Regions from separate parts of the Mus musculus genome. Here region 2 is linked to region 1. The links are chromatin contacts, called in public Hi-C maps. All regions are on one chromosome and are shown on one strand. The core of a region is the stretch at or near the end of the contact, and the rest is flanking DNA. Distances in the headings are between cores, read along the strand shown. Region 1 holds the start of Cmah (cytidine monophospho-N-acetylneuraminic acid hydroxylase). Region 2 overlaps Cmah (cytidine monophospho-N-acetylneuraminic acid hydroxylase).

What was found. Hi-C and Micro-C count contacts between places; a contact is called where the count stands out from the background.
Region 2: a contact with region 1 is called in a Hi-C map of liver, with 2.4 times the contacts expected there. The contact joins the enhancer-like site here to the promoter of Cmah in region 1. A contact is called at or near these places in 2 of 39 promoter capture datasets (both in liver), 9 of 484 Hi-C or Micro-C datasets (CD4 T cells, liver and myocytes), 8 of 115 datasets of contacts at active chromatin or transcription factors (CD8 T cells, the HPC-7 cell line, effector CD8 T cells and 5 more) and 3 of 9 other capture datasets (adipose tissue, liver and pancreatic islet).

What each region holds. Positions count from the first base shown.
Region 1 is chr13:24,323,700-24,330,806 of GRCm38.p6, forward strand. It overlaps Cmah (cytidine monophospho-N-acetylneuraminic acid hydroxylase), which reads left to right and starts at 3,705. Exons shown (of 17, transcript NM_001111110.2): 1 at 3,705-3,789.
Region 2 is chr13:24,362,914-24,370,020 of GRCm38.p6, forward strand. All of the region lies in intron 1 of Cmah (cytidine monophospho-N-acetylneuraminic acid hydroxylase), which reads left to right. The region is part of intron 2 of Gm11342 (predicted gene 11342); the gene reads right to left. Among named protein-coding and RNA genes, the nearest start is that of Gm11342, 9.5 kb to the right of the region's middle. Within about 2 kb of position 2,543, at least 3 of the 459 cell types and tissues checked have an H3K27ac peak or open chromatin away from gene starts, as enhancers often do. A contact at or near this core is called in hepatocytes and liver, where this site is marked.

The sequences.
Region 1 (7,107 bases), core at 2,455-4,954:
CAGCCATCTTTCTTTCTTTTTTTAAAATTTTTTAATTAGATATTTTCTTCATTTACATTTCAAATGCTATCCCAAAATTTCCCTATTACCACCCCCACCCCCTGCCCTGCTCCCCTACCTACTCACTCCCACTTCTTGGCCCTGACGTTCCCCTGTACTGGGGCATATAAAGTTTGCTAGATCAAGGGGCCTCTCTTCCCAATGATGGCCGACTAGGCCATCTTCTGCTATATATGCAGCTAGAGACACGAGCTCTCGGGGTACTGATTAGTTCATATTGTTGTTCCACCTATAGGGTTGCAGACCCCTTCAGCTCTTGGGTACTTTCTCTAGCTCCTACATTGGGGGCCCTGTGTTCCATCCTATAGGTGACTGTGAGCATCCACTTCTGTATTTGCCAGGCACTGGCAAAGCCTCACAGGAGATAGCTATATCAGGGTCCTTTCAGCAAAATCTTGAACAGCCATCTTTCATTCAGGAACTAGTTAGAAGACATCTGTGAACCTTATGCATGCTGAGACAGGGTCTCATGTTAGCCCATACTATAAAAAAGAAAACATGATGGTCCATTTTCAAGGCAGAAGTACCCTGAGTCAGCTCTAGTCTATCTACAGATGAACAGGAAGCACTGGGCACCTACTGGTGCCTTAGTAGTCTAGCTGCTCCTCTCAAACTAGAAATTTAGAACAGAAGTTGACTAACAGTCAAGCTTGTTTGACAATCTTTAGACACCACACATTCCATGCACTCAAATAACTTTAAAATGGAATTTAACATGCAGAGATAACATATTCTCTCAGTCCTTGTTATGAAATAGGCAACGTAAGTGCATAAGTGGAAGATCCAACCAAGAACAGGTAGAAGGCTTTTGACACACTAAGAATCTATAGATAAGACGCAAACATCAGAAAATTCTGATGCACCTTGAGGATCCTGGTGGTTAAAGGTCCGACTGGAGACAATGAAAGGGCAGGCTCTGTTGGAGCTGCAGAGAGTGGGTTGTGTTTACTGTCTCTGCTATTTCTTGGCTCTGTGCTCTGAGCTTTGGTTGCCATTGTTCCTGTTGTTGTGGTTCTAAGGATGCCCAGCTTATGTGGAGGGGCTGAGATTGCTGCTGCTGGAAACCTGGACACACAAGCAAAGGAAGGTAACAAGACAAGAGGACTGGGCTCAGTGTGAATTTCACCCATTATGCTAATAGATAAAATATGTTCTGGAAAGGACTTCCCATTGCTGCATGTATTTCCTATCTTCCAAACCAGAGCTTTGCCAGAGCTTTGCCTCCACTCCAGTCTCATTACTATCATTTCTATGACTACTCTTTAGAGACAGGGTCTCCCTGTGTAGCCAGGCTGGCCTAGATCACAGCCATCTTCTTGTGGGAACCTCCCAAGTGTTAGGATTAGAGGCCTGGGTTGTGCCTAACAAAGTTGTGACTGTTACATGGAAAGAACTTCACCCTGCAGAAAATATCAGGCTAATTTCTTGAGTCAGATGGGGGACCCATGCATCAGAAAACGGTCACTGCCCATCTGGCAAGATGGTCTTGCTTCTTACTGCCTTCTTGAGTCTCAATGTCATGCTTCTTTTAGTGAGTGCAGTATCTGCAACAGGGTAGAAGTAGCTAGATTCATGGCTGCATCACAGAACCTAGAAGGGAACCTTACTTAGCATGAGTTTGGTAGTAGATGTCCCCAGTAGAGCTTCTGTTTGTTCTCAGTAAGGATACTATTGTTGGGAGAAGAAGCAGCTATCTTGTGTTCATGTTATCAGTAATTTGGGGGTTACAACTATTCCCCCCTTTTTTTGGTGACTCCAGAGGCCAATCTTGGACTCTTTATAGGCTTAAATCATCTGTGCTAGCTGGTTGGTACTGGGATCTCATCACCATCAATTGAATACTCCCTAATCTCTGCTTTATATACAGCAAAAGCTTATTGATTATGCATGGCCCGAATGTGAGCAGTAACAGAAGACTTATCAGGGGCCCTGTAATTGTAGAAATGAGGGTAGTTAACCATGGGGAAGTATTAAATAGTGAATGATACCAGCTTTTGGAGTTTTCTCGTTCTTTTTTGGCGCCTCTCTATGCTTTCTCTAACCTTAGCTAGTAATTCTCTGATTATTCCAGAGTGATTTACCTAAAAGCAACATTCTTCTCATAGAGCCGCACACAAGCCTCCCTGCTGCAGGAGCAAAGTCTAACCCTCGTCTGTTCTGAAGAACTGCCTCAGCCAGAGAATCTACATTTCGCTCTAGGTATGCGATGGATTTTTCTAAGTATTGGATGTCTTGATCTATATCTAATTTAAGGCTGTTGTAGTTCTTCTCTTGCAACGTTAGGGCTGCTATCCCGGAGCTAGCCCTGCTCCCAGAATTACAGCCAAAGTTAGGGAAATAGGTTCTCTCTTCTGTCTCATGAGGTCTCCCCCAACATGCCCTATTAGGTTCTTTGGCACTATTTTTTCTGAATAATAGGTTATGCGTGGCACCAACTGAACTACAATACAGAACTCTTTTGCAGTAGGGGAATTAAGGACCTCTCCGTGCACACATGGAGTCAACCCTGTTGAACAGTCCCACCAAGCCTGTTCAGGGGTGGGTGGGTGGGTAGGAATAACCCAGTTTGAATGAACCATGGGGGTTTTTTGGTTACAAAGGTGCTGATGTGACAAGGGAATGTTCCCCAGGCAGGTCCCCTGTCTTGATATGGTGGTCTGCAGGATTAAGGCTGGACCTCTTGGGACCATCTGCATGCAGTGTCTCTCTCAGACTTATTATATCTAGATATAAATCCAACACCTTCATAAAAAGGGGGTCTGGCATTAGAGCACAGCCAGCAGGAGGTGGTTAGCTCTGGCCGGGAGCCGTTCAAAATCTGAAAGGTTTTTAGCATCATTGACCAGAGCAGATCTACCAGCTCTGTGCGATTCAAAAAAGATCCTGGGGCTGGGGACCCCTGCTGGGGGAGGACTTGGGGAGGGGGCAGCAGTCCAAGGACGGGCTTTGGCGCAGGTTTTTTCGGGGCAAGACCTCTTGGTTTAGGGTTTGCCAAAATCCGATTTGGTCCTACAGCCACCCGCAGGGGGTTCACAATTGGTTTTACCACAAGTTTGATGGTGAAGAGGAGGCCTGGACTAATCCCTCCAATGACATGGAGTCATTGACATGGAGTCAGAGGCCCCAGGACCTCTCAGCTTCCCAACCCTTCCCTGTTTCCCTTTGTCTGTAAACCTCAGTAAAACTTCAGACCTGCTCCCCTTCCTGCCAACTGTGATAAGGTCTTCCTTCGACACTCCCCAGGTTTTTTAGCCCTCTAACTGATGTCTCACACCCCCCAGGAAGTACAGTAAAATTGTTCTGGACCCCCACATGTAATAGTCCTTTTCTGTCCTGGACATATATAAAGTTCTTCACCGACATGGTGGATATGAATGCCATAAAGTCTGTTAGGTGTCAGGCCATGAGTTATCAGCCAGCTGGCACAGATCAAAGGTTAAATCTGGAAACCACCGGGTCCCAAGTGACTTTTTTGTATTAGGAGGTTGGGCCCGGTAACCCGTTTCAGGATTCTCAACTGTCCAAGTCAAGTCATAAGGCTGGTGTGAGTTTTTGATCTCTGAATGGAGACATGGGCTAGGAACAGCAGTGCATGAAGCCAGTAAAAACAGCAAGCTTAGGACAGAGTTAATTTTAACTTGAAGGGATGAGTGCCCTTTTGGACCCTCCATTCTGGCAGTGGCAGCTGTGAAGTCTAGCGATCTTCTTCTGGAGAGAACAGATCAGCAGGTGAGTGCAGTGTATCCAAGTAGTGATACAGTCCACCTTTACAGCTGTTAAAATTGTTAGCAGGATAATGTAGGGTCTCTTCTAACAAGGCTCCAGCGCTTTCTGGCAAAACTGCCTCACGTAGACCTAGTCTCCAGGTTGAAACTTATGGGGCTCTGGAACTGGGGCCTGCTTCATAGAGGGCACACAGTTTAGACCAACCCTGCTCGTGAACCCATTGAGTTGCTCTGACCTTCGTTATGAATTTCATAACCTTCTAATTCTGCAATGGCTACTGACTGAAGGTTAGGGACAATAGGGGCAGGGACACCATACATGATTTCAAAAGGAGTTAGTCCTAACTGGTAAGCACAAAGGGAAGGAGTGTCACCTAGTCTATGGCAGACTCTAGGGCTAATTTAGTCAAGGTCTCCTGAAGTGTCTGATTCATTCTTTCTACGTGTCCTGAACTTTGGGGCCTGTGCACAATGTAACTTCCTATCTGTCCCAATATATCTCGCTACATCCTGGCTTACTTTGGACACAAATGCTGTCCCATTGTCTGACCCTGTCATATGAGGGAATCCATACCTCGGTAGGATATCTTCCAGCAACTTCTTAGCCACTGCCTTTGCAGTCTCAGTCTTTGTTGGAAAGGCTTCTGTCCACCCAGAGAAGCTATCCACGAACACTAGTAAGTCCCTGTAGCTGTACTTTCCTGGTTTGATTTCTGTAAAATCAACTTCCCAGTAGGTCCCCTGGTCTCTATCCTCACAGACATAAGCCAGAATGTTTGGCAGTGCTGTGGGTGTTGGTCAATTGGCAAGCTCTGCAGCTTGATATTACATCTTCGACAGTACGCTGCATTTTTCTGAAAATCACTTTAGATTGTCTCACTGTATCTGCCATCCGTTTCACTCCCATGTGAGTGATTCTGTGGATTTTTTTGAGGATAGACCTTGCTAGGGGGGCAGGTAATATTAGCTTACCTTCAGCCATCTGCCACCAGCCCTCTGAACACTGGTTCATGGGCTGACTCTTGGCTCATTTGACCTCCTCCTCCGTGTAGGCTGGGCATTCCTGTAGGTTGGGGTCGGGTGGTTCTGGTAAAGTTGCAGCTAACACGGAGGCAGCTGTTTCCTCTAAGGCTGCCTCTTTGGCAGCTCTGTGAGCCAAGTTCTTACCTCTGGTGACTGCCGTGGTTCCTTTTTGATGGCCTGGACAATGTATGATTGCCATTCTCATTGGCAGCCAGAGGGCTTCAAGGAACTGTAGGATCCCATCTTTGTTTTTGATAGTTTTTCCTTCTGCAGTTAGGATCCCTCTCTCCTGGTATATGGCTTCATGTATATGGGCCAACGCATACCGGCTATCGGTGTAGATGTTGATGGCTAGCCTTTTTCCCATGATGAGGGCCTGGGATAGCATCAGTTCAGCCCTAGGAGCTAAGGCATCTGCGGGGAGAGACTGGGCCCAAATTACCTCTGTTTCTGTGGTCACTGCAGCTCCTGCCTTCCTCTGTCCCTCTCGAATGAAACTGCTTCTGTTCATGAATCAAGTCTGCTCTGCCCCTGTCAAATGCGAGCCTTTTAGGTCCGGTCGAGTACTGTATGCTTGTGCCAAGGTTTCACTGTATTGGTGGAGCAGCTGATCCAAGTCCGGGTAAGGAAGGAGAGCTGTGGGATTTAAGGAAGCAGGCGAGTGGAAAGTAACTTGGCCAGGATTGATTAGTAGGGTCTGATAGTGAGTCATGCAGGCATTACTGAGCCACCTGTCTGGTGGCTGTTTGAGCACCCCTTCGATTGCATGGGGGGGGGTAGCCACAGTTATATTCTTTCCTATATCTGCATCTTTAACCAGTAATGCCGCAGCCACAACGTTGCACAGTCAGGGTGGCCATCCTGCTGCCACTGGGTCTAATTTCTTTGATAGATAGGCCATAGACTGTTTCCATGGTCCCAGAGTTTGAGTCGGGACCCCTTTGGCTATTTACTTCTGCTCGTTGATGTACAGATGAAATGGTTTTGTTATGTCTGGAACCATCTGGAAGCCCCAAAGCAGGAGCTAACAGTAGGTTCTGCTTTATTTTATCAAAGGTCTTTTGATGATCTTGAGTCCAAACAAAGTCTTTGGTCTCTCTGGTGGCCTCATATAAAGGTTTGGCTATTTCAGTGAAACCTGGAATCCATAGTCTGAAAAAGCCTGCGGAACCCAAGAACTCTCTGACCTGTCTTGGACTCTGGAGGGTGGGTATGCTGAGAACAGTCGCTTTTCTTGTTGAAGAAAGCCACTGTTGGCTCTCCTTCAGAATGTAGCCGAGCTAAGTAACCTCGATTTTACAGAGCTGTGCCTTTTGGCCAACACCAGATATCCCACGTCCCCCAGAGCCTGTATGTACGTGATTTGGGGTCCCTTTCTTGCATCTTTCTCCAGTTTCTGCTGCAACAAGGTCATCTGCATACTGAACAAGAGTTATATCTGGGCTATTAACTCTGTGCTCACTCAGGTCCTCATGCAGAGCTTCATCAAACATAGTGGGGGAGTTCTCATAACCTTGAGGCAGGCGAGTCCAGGTAAGTTGTCCATTAATGCTCTTCTCAGGATCATGCCACTCAAAGGCAAAATACTCCTGGCTCTTGGGGGCCAAGGGTATGCTGAAGAAAACGTCCTTTAAGTTCAGGACAGAATGCCATTTCTGATCTGGAGGTAGAGAGCTCAACAGGGTATAAGGGGTAAGGCACTGTGGGATGTATGTCCATTACTCTGCAGTTAACTTTTCACAGATCTTGGACAGGGCAGTAGTCATTGGACTTTGCCTTTTTCACAGGCAATAATGGAGTGTTCCCGGTCAACTCTCATGGCCTCAGGACTCTCACAGCCAGCAGTTTCCAGATATGGGGATTGATCCCCTTCAGTGCCTCTTGGGACATGGAATATTGGCAGACTCTCTCTGGATCTGCTCCTGGATTGAGCTCTACAAATACAGGAGGTCGATGTTTTGCAAGTCCCATTCCTCTGGTCTCTGCCCATGCCCGGGGAAATGTTTCCAGCCAGACATCTAGGTCTTGTTTGGGGCTGGCTGGTGATTCATACAGTCTATATTCAGCCTCAGAGACCAGGTTAAGTGTCAGCACCTGTATTGGATTTCCTTTCCAGTCTGTTAGCCAGACTTTCCCAGGGTCAAAATGAATCTGAGCTCTCATTTTTGTTAGTAAATTTCTCCTCAACAAGGGTTATGGGCATTCAGGGATCACTAAAAGGAGTGGGACACTTGTCCAGTTCCCAAGTCCTTTGAGTAGTCCATGAATTTGCTTGGCGCCTGTGGCTCCCTGGGCCCAG
Region 2 (7,107 bases), core at 1,293-3,792, 38 kb after region 1:
GCACATCCCAATTGCAGCATCCCCTACCAGTCCCTATCACTTGGCTCTTCCTCCATCCCTCCCTCCCCTTCTCCTCTGAGAAGGGAGAGGTTCCCCCTGGGTACCAATCCTCCCTGGTACCTCAAGTCACTGCAGTGGATCCTGATCTTTTAAGAAAAGATTTATTTTATATTTATTAGTATGTGTGTGTGCAACTGTATGTATTTGTTATTTTTTATTTATTTTTATAGTTATCTATGTTTATGTTAGTTTGTTATGTAATAGTATTTATGTTATCTTTTATAGTATATGAAACTTTAGGGGAGTATTTTTTACTTATGTGTTCAAAAAGCTATGAAGATCACAAAAACTCAATCCCTTAAAGCAAATAAACATATTGAAAAACGTGAAAATAAAGCAGCCTTGAACCGAGAGTCACTGAAACAAAAGAGTGTCACATCTGACATGTAATACAGCAATGGTTAACAATTCTCACAGCCTCTAAGTCATCTGTGCAATCAAACAGTTCACCCTGAAGTTCTACGTCACTGCTCAGTCAAATGGGTCACAGTGAAATAGTAATCAATGTTGGATAGTTAATGAAAAATGAAAAAAAAGAAAAGGAGGAAAGGACATGATTGCCTTTAGGGATGATGGAAAAGAAAGTTTGCTATAGATAAAAAAGAAGACATAGTCGGAGGCAGACATATCTGAGAGAGTCCAGAGTGAATGTGACCCTGAGTCATGGGTGGGGGGGCAGGTGAAGCAGCCAGAGAGGCCCAAAAGAAGAGGGGTAACAAAAGTGGCTGGATTATAATAGGGAAGGGTAGCTCTTATTATATACATGCAGCTTCCTAGGCTGCAGAGTTCAGGGTAGGCAAACCAGGAGGACCCTGTAGGGTAAAAATTGAGGATCCTGGGAGAACCTGGCTGCCAGGTCCACTTTGATGTGTTAAATAGGCACACCACTATTTGTCCCAGGTTTGAAACCTAACATCCCAGCCTTTTTGTTGATAATAAATAAATGATAAGGGGCAACATATAATCTTCTAGGACTACTTCCTGCTGACACTGGGAATCATTTTTTGGGCTCCAAGGAAGCTGGAATGCTGGCCCATTCTGGGAAGAGCAGGTTGTTTCACCCACAGTCCAGGCTGTGGAGGACCAACTGGGGCTAGAAAGATGTTGTCAGGTTGGAGTAGTGTGTGAGGTGGGATGGGTGAGACTAGTCACTTTGAAGGTGTCTGGGATGCAGATTTTGAGGGGACACTGGGAGCTGGAAACTTGCTGGAGCAGTCTGCAGTTGATTTGACATCTGCTGGGACAGATAGACCAGAGACAGAAGGTAAAGTGAAGCCGTGTAGGGGAAAATTTTATCTTGGGTGTACACTTGAAAGCCGATAGTTGGGGGAGGGTAGTCCCAAGACCAGGGGAAAGATCCTACATTCAGGAATAGGGAGGTGGGGAAATAGGCTATTGGTTGACAGGGGTACTTCTCTGGAGCCCCTTTGACCTGTCAGAGGACCTGCTCACTCCCTGAAGCATACAATAATTTTTCAAATTTATGAAAAGAGACAAAAGTTTAAGATATATTAGCATTACTACTGTTTACAATCTGTACTGAAATCTGCACTGTATAAAAAGCAGTAGACTCATGTCTTTGAGTCCAAGTAAAAGCTTAGGGATGCAAACATGATTTTAGATTAAAAGCATTAACACTCTTTTTAAAGGCCTGGCATATAGATTGGATATAGAGAGATTTTTTATTTTATTTTTTGCACAATGAGAATTTTTTAAAAGTCTATATTTAGGAGACAACCAAAGTATATTTAAAATCTCGAGCTTGTGACTGTGATAATATTAGTAGTATTTTCCCAGGACTAGATTAATAGCTTATCAGAACTCCACTGATTAATGTTAAAACTATGAACTTTTGAAGTCTTAGAATACCAGTAGCATAGAAAGGGAAGAAATTTGAACAAGTTCTAATTTTTTTTTATATCTATACACCTTAAAATACCTTCTTAGACCCTCACATTTAAGCTTTCACACTCTGGGCCCCAAGAAAAAGCAAAAGATAACAAAAAGATTTAAAAAAAAAAAGGAAGACAATTTACAAAATTATAGGAAAATTAAACAAAAAACAAACAAAAAAACCCCCTGGTTTTAGAAGACAGAACTTTCACTCAGTTTTCTTCCTGGAAGCTAGAGTAGAGAACAGGCGACCCAGTTTATAGTCAGTCTTTACTATAAAGGCCTGGTCTTTGCTACTTTTCTTCTGTTATGTCCAAATACCTGACAAGAAGCTGGCCAAGGAAAGAAGGGCTTATTGGCGCTCACAACTTGAAGAAATAATGTATTGTCATGAAGGTAGATGCAGATCAAAGCTGGGGCTGGGCGAGGAAACAAAAAAAACAGATCGAAGTAGACTGAAATACACAAACCCTGATTATTAGATACTGATTTATTGATGGACTTATTACATCACCTGTACTGCCTATTCGCCAAGCACAACTCCACTTGCTACCTGGAACAGAATGCCCTGGAAGAAATAACAAAATGTTATTTAACAACCTGCTAACTGTCCTTGCTTTTGTTCACTGGTGACGTCTCACTTCCATTCTCAGTGCTATCGAGGTGCTTATTCACCTTGTGGAGGTGTCATCCCTACAACAAGATGAATGCTTGTGCTCATTAGGTCTCTAACCTAATAAGTGGCTGAGCTGCCTATTTAACTTATCAAAGTAGACCTGGCACCAGGTTCTCCCAGCCTTCCTCAGTCCCTACATGCTACGGGATCCTTCTGCCTGGCATACCCTGCACTCTGCTCTAAACTTCTTCAGCCCAGGGGCAGGGCTGCCCTGTCCCCAGATGAACTTTTCTATATAATCCAACTATTTTTGTTTCCTGGCACTTTCTATCTACCCTTTACCCTCCTCATCTCTTGGCCGGTGTCTTGGCCCAGGCCATGCTCTTGGTCGGCAGCTCCTCTCTTGTTCTCCCTCCCTGTCTCTCCTTACATGGCCCCGCTCTGTAGGGCCATGTTCACTCTGGACTCTCCCTCTGCCTATGCGCTCCCTTTTACCTACAATAAACCTTCTCCTCCACTATACCTAGGAGCAGATATGTCCTTTCCTTTTTTATTCATTCATTCATTGCTCACGTTTCCTTTTCTTCTCCTTTTCCACCTGGGATGGCTATTCTTGGTTGTTAACTTGATTACACCTGGAATTAACTAACCCCCCAAAACGCATAGGCATACTTGTGAGGAATGTTTTGCTTTTGAAGTGGGAAGATCCACTTCTTTTTGTTTGTTTTTGAGATAGGGTTTCACTATGTAGGTACTAGAACTTGCTTTGTAGACTAGGCCAGCCTTGAACTCAGAGATCCATCTGCCTTCTGAGTGCTGGGATTACAGGAGTGCACTATTACATACCACTGGGAAGACATGTCCTTTATCCAGATCTTTTAAGATGGGGGGGGGGGCGCACCCACCTCTAATCAGGGCCATGACTTCTGTTGGCAGCCTATATAAAGAACATGGAAGAAGGAAGTTTACTCTTCTTACATGTTTGTTCTTGATCTCCCTAGCAAGTCCATTCCTTACTGGTATTAGAGACTACTTCTTCAGGACTCTAGCATATAATGAAGACAAGTGAGACATCCAGCCTGTGGAGTGAACAACTACTAGATTCTTGGACCTTTTATAGGTAGTCAGCCATCATTGAACCAGCTGGATTACAGCCTGTAAATCATTCTAATAAACTCTCTATATAATATGTATCATACCCCCTATATGTAAATACATATATATTTATGTCTTAGTTAGGGCTTTACTGCTGTGGACAGACACTGTGACCAAGGCAAATCTTATAAAGGACAACATTTAATTGGAGCTGGCTTACAGGTTCAGAGGTTCACTCCATTATCATCAAGGTAGGAGCATGGCAGCATCTAGGCAGGCATGGTGCAGGAAGAGCTGAGAGTTCTATGTCTTCATCTGAAGGCTGCTAGCAGAATACAGACTTCCAAACAGCTAAAGTGAGGGTTTTAAGCCCATACCCACAGTAACATATGACACACCTACTCCAACAAGGCCAGATCTCTTAATACTGACACTTCCCGGGCCAAGCATATACAAACCATCACAATTTATATTTTTATATTTCCATAATACATATTTTCATTCTATAAATCCTGCTCCCATAGCGAACGCTAACTAATATACCACACAAGTCCAAAGCTTGTGCAGATGGTGCCACCCTTGTTCAGGGTGACTCTTTCCTCTTCAGTAAATCCTGTCTCAAACTCTTTCACAGACAAACAGAATTATGCCTCCGTCTCCTAGATGATTCTAGACCCATTCGAGTAGACAGTGAAGACTCACCATCACAGAACCCTCATTGCTTTTTTCAATCCATGGCTTAATATAGGTTGTTCTGGCCAGAAAGTCATTCCTCCCTCAATTTAGCCAATGTGAGAGGCCATGCAATGGTATAGGCTCCTTTTTATAACATAGGAAGCATTTAGGATGCAACTAATATGTAACCAGCCTAGTGATAGAAGGGTGATTGTGGCCACAACAATTGTTCTTTCTACGTATTGATTATATGTCAACTAGGAGCCCAGCAATACTGTGCTTGAGCTATTATCATATGGAGAGACAGAAGTATGAATATGGATAACAGAACTCCTCCATTCAAGGCTTAGGGAACATCTTACAAGAGAGGGTGGAAAGATTTTAAAAGCTAGAAATGTATGCTGCGAGCTTCTGTCACTTAGATGCTACAGCTTTGACACCTCAACAAAATGGCTGCCAAACAATGACAACACTAATATATATACTAATATGAAGGTAGAAACCTCACAGGGTCTCTGCCCTATACAACTACAAACAATTTAAAAACTACCGAGAGAGGAAGAATTAATCTCCTCCAGAGATGAACCACCTAACTAACTATACAATAACAAGTGGTTAGCCCTGAAATCATGTTCACACAAGCAACGCTAAATAGACCCAGCAAGTTGTGTTTATATATTTGTACACTTATATGTATGTAGCAATAATAAGTAAAGAAAAAGAGACCATGAATCTGAGAAGGAGTAGAAGAGAGAGGGTATGAAAGGGGTCAGTTGGGAGAAAGAGAGGGGTGGAGAGATGATGTAGTATTTTAATCAAAAATAAAAAATAGCAGGAAAGACTTTGAAGAAATCCAAAGCAAGTATCTAAGAATTGTGAGTCTGCTGCTGATTATCCATACTGAGTGCCAGATAAATATGGTAGTGGATGCTCCATGTCATAACTTCAACCTCAACAACCTACGTAGGTGGCACTATTTTCCTGTTACAGATATGGAGACTGGGGCTTAAAGAGGAGAGGTTCTGATCTGTACCTGGAGCTGACCCTGTGCCACAGCATTTAGTAACTAAATCCCACTGGTAGAGAGCTGGTCTCCAAGGAGTGCACAGCTCCTAAGAGGACAGGTGAGACCACCACTTCTGCTTAAATTCCTGGCCCAAGAGGGACCTCCCCAGAGTCCTCAGGACACAGAAACAGAGGAGCAGCCAGGGACAGGATTCTTCCAGTTTTTGTCTGTTCCCCAGACTTGACCCTATGTCACAGCTTTCCGTACCCAAATTCCCCCCAGAGAGAACTGGTCTCCCAGGAGTACTGACACACAGGCTTGAAGGAGGGGCAAGCCACAGTCAGAGACAGCAAGACCAGTTAACACCACAAATAACCAGATGGTGAGAGGCAAATGCAAGAAAATAAGCAACAGAAACCAAGGCTACTAGGCATCATCAGAACCCACTTCTCCTACCACAGCAAGCCTGGATACCGCAACACATCAGAAAAACAAGTCTCCGACTTAAAATCACATCTCATGATGATGATATAGGACATTAAGAAGGACATAAATAACTCCCTTAAAGAAATACAGGAGAACACAGGTAAATAGGTAGAAGCCCTTAGAGAGGAAACACAAATACCCCTTAAAGAATTACAGGAAAACACAACCAAACAGGTGAAGGAATTGAATAAAACCATCCAGGATATAAAAAATGGAAATAGAAGCAATAAAGAAAGGGAGACAACCCTGGAGATAGAAAACCTAGGAAAGAGATCAGTAGTCATAGATGCAAGCACCACCAACAGAATATAAGAGATAGAAGAGAGAATCTCAGGGGCAGGAAATACCATAGAAAACATTGGCACAACAGTCAAAGAAAATGCAAAAAGCTCCTAACCCAAAACATCCACGAAATTCAGGACACAATAAGAAGACCAAATGCAAGAATAATGGGTATAGAAGAGATTGGATATTCCCAACTTAAAGGGCCAGTTAACATCTTCAACAAAATTATAGAAGAAAGCTTCCCTAACCTAACAAAAGAGATGCCAATAAACATAGAAGAAGCTTTCAAAACTCCAAATAGATTGGACCAGAAAAGAAATTCCTCCCATCACATAACTGTCAAAACACGAAATGCACAAAACAAAGAATATTAAAAGCAGTAAGGGAAAAAGGTCAAGTAACATATAAAGGCAGACCTATTAGAATTACACCAGACTTTTCACCAGAGACTATGAAAGCCAGAAGATCCTGGGAAGATGTCATACATACCCCAAGAGAACACAAATGCCAGCTCAGGTTACTATACCCAGCAAAACTCTCAGTTACCATAGATGGAGAAACCAAGATATTCCATGACAAAACCAAATTTACATGATATTTCTCCACAAATCCAGCCCTACAAAGGATAATAAATGGTAAACTCTAACACAAGGAGGGAAACTATACCCTAGAAAAAGTAATCTTCTTTCAACAAACCCAAAAGAAGATAACCACACAAACATAATTTGACCTCTATCAACAAAAATAACAGGAAGCAACAATCACTATTCCTTAATATCTCTTAATTCAGCAGTTCCTCAGAAAATTGAACATAGTACTACCTGAGGACCCAGCTACACTACTCCTGAGCATATACCCAGAAGATGCTCCAACATGTAATAAGGGCACATGCTTCACTATGTTCATAGCATATGAAACAACCCATATGTCCCTCAACAGAAGAATGGTTACAGAAAAATCAGAAAATGTGGTTCATTTACACAATGGAGTA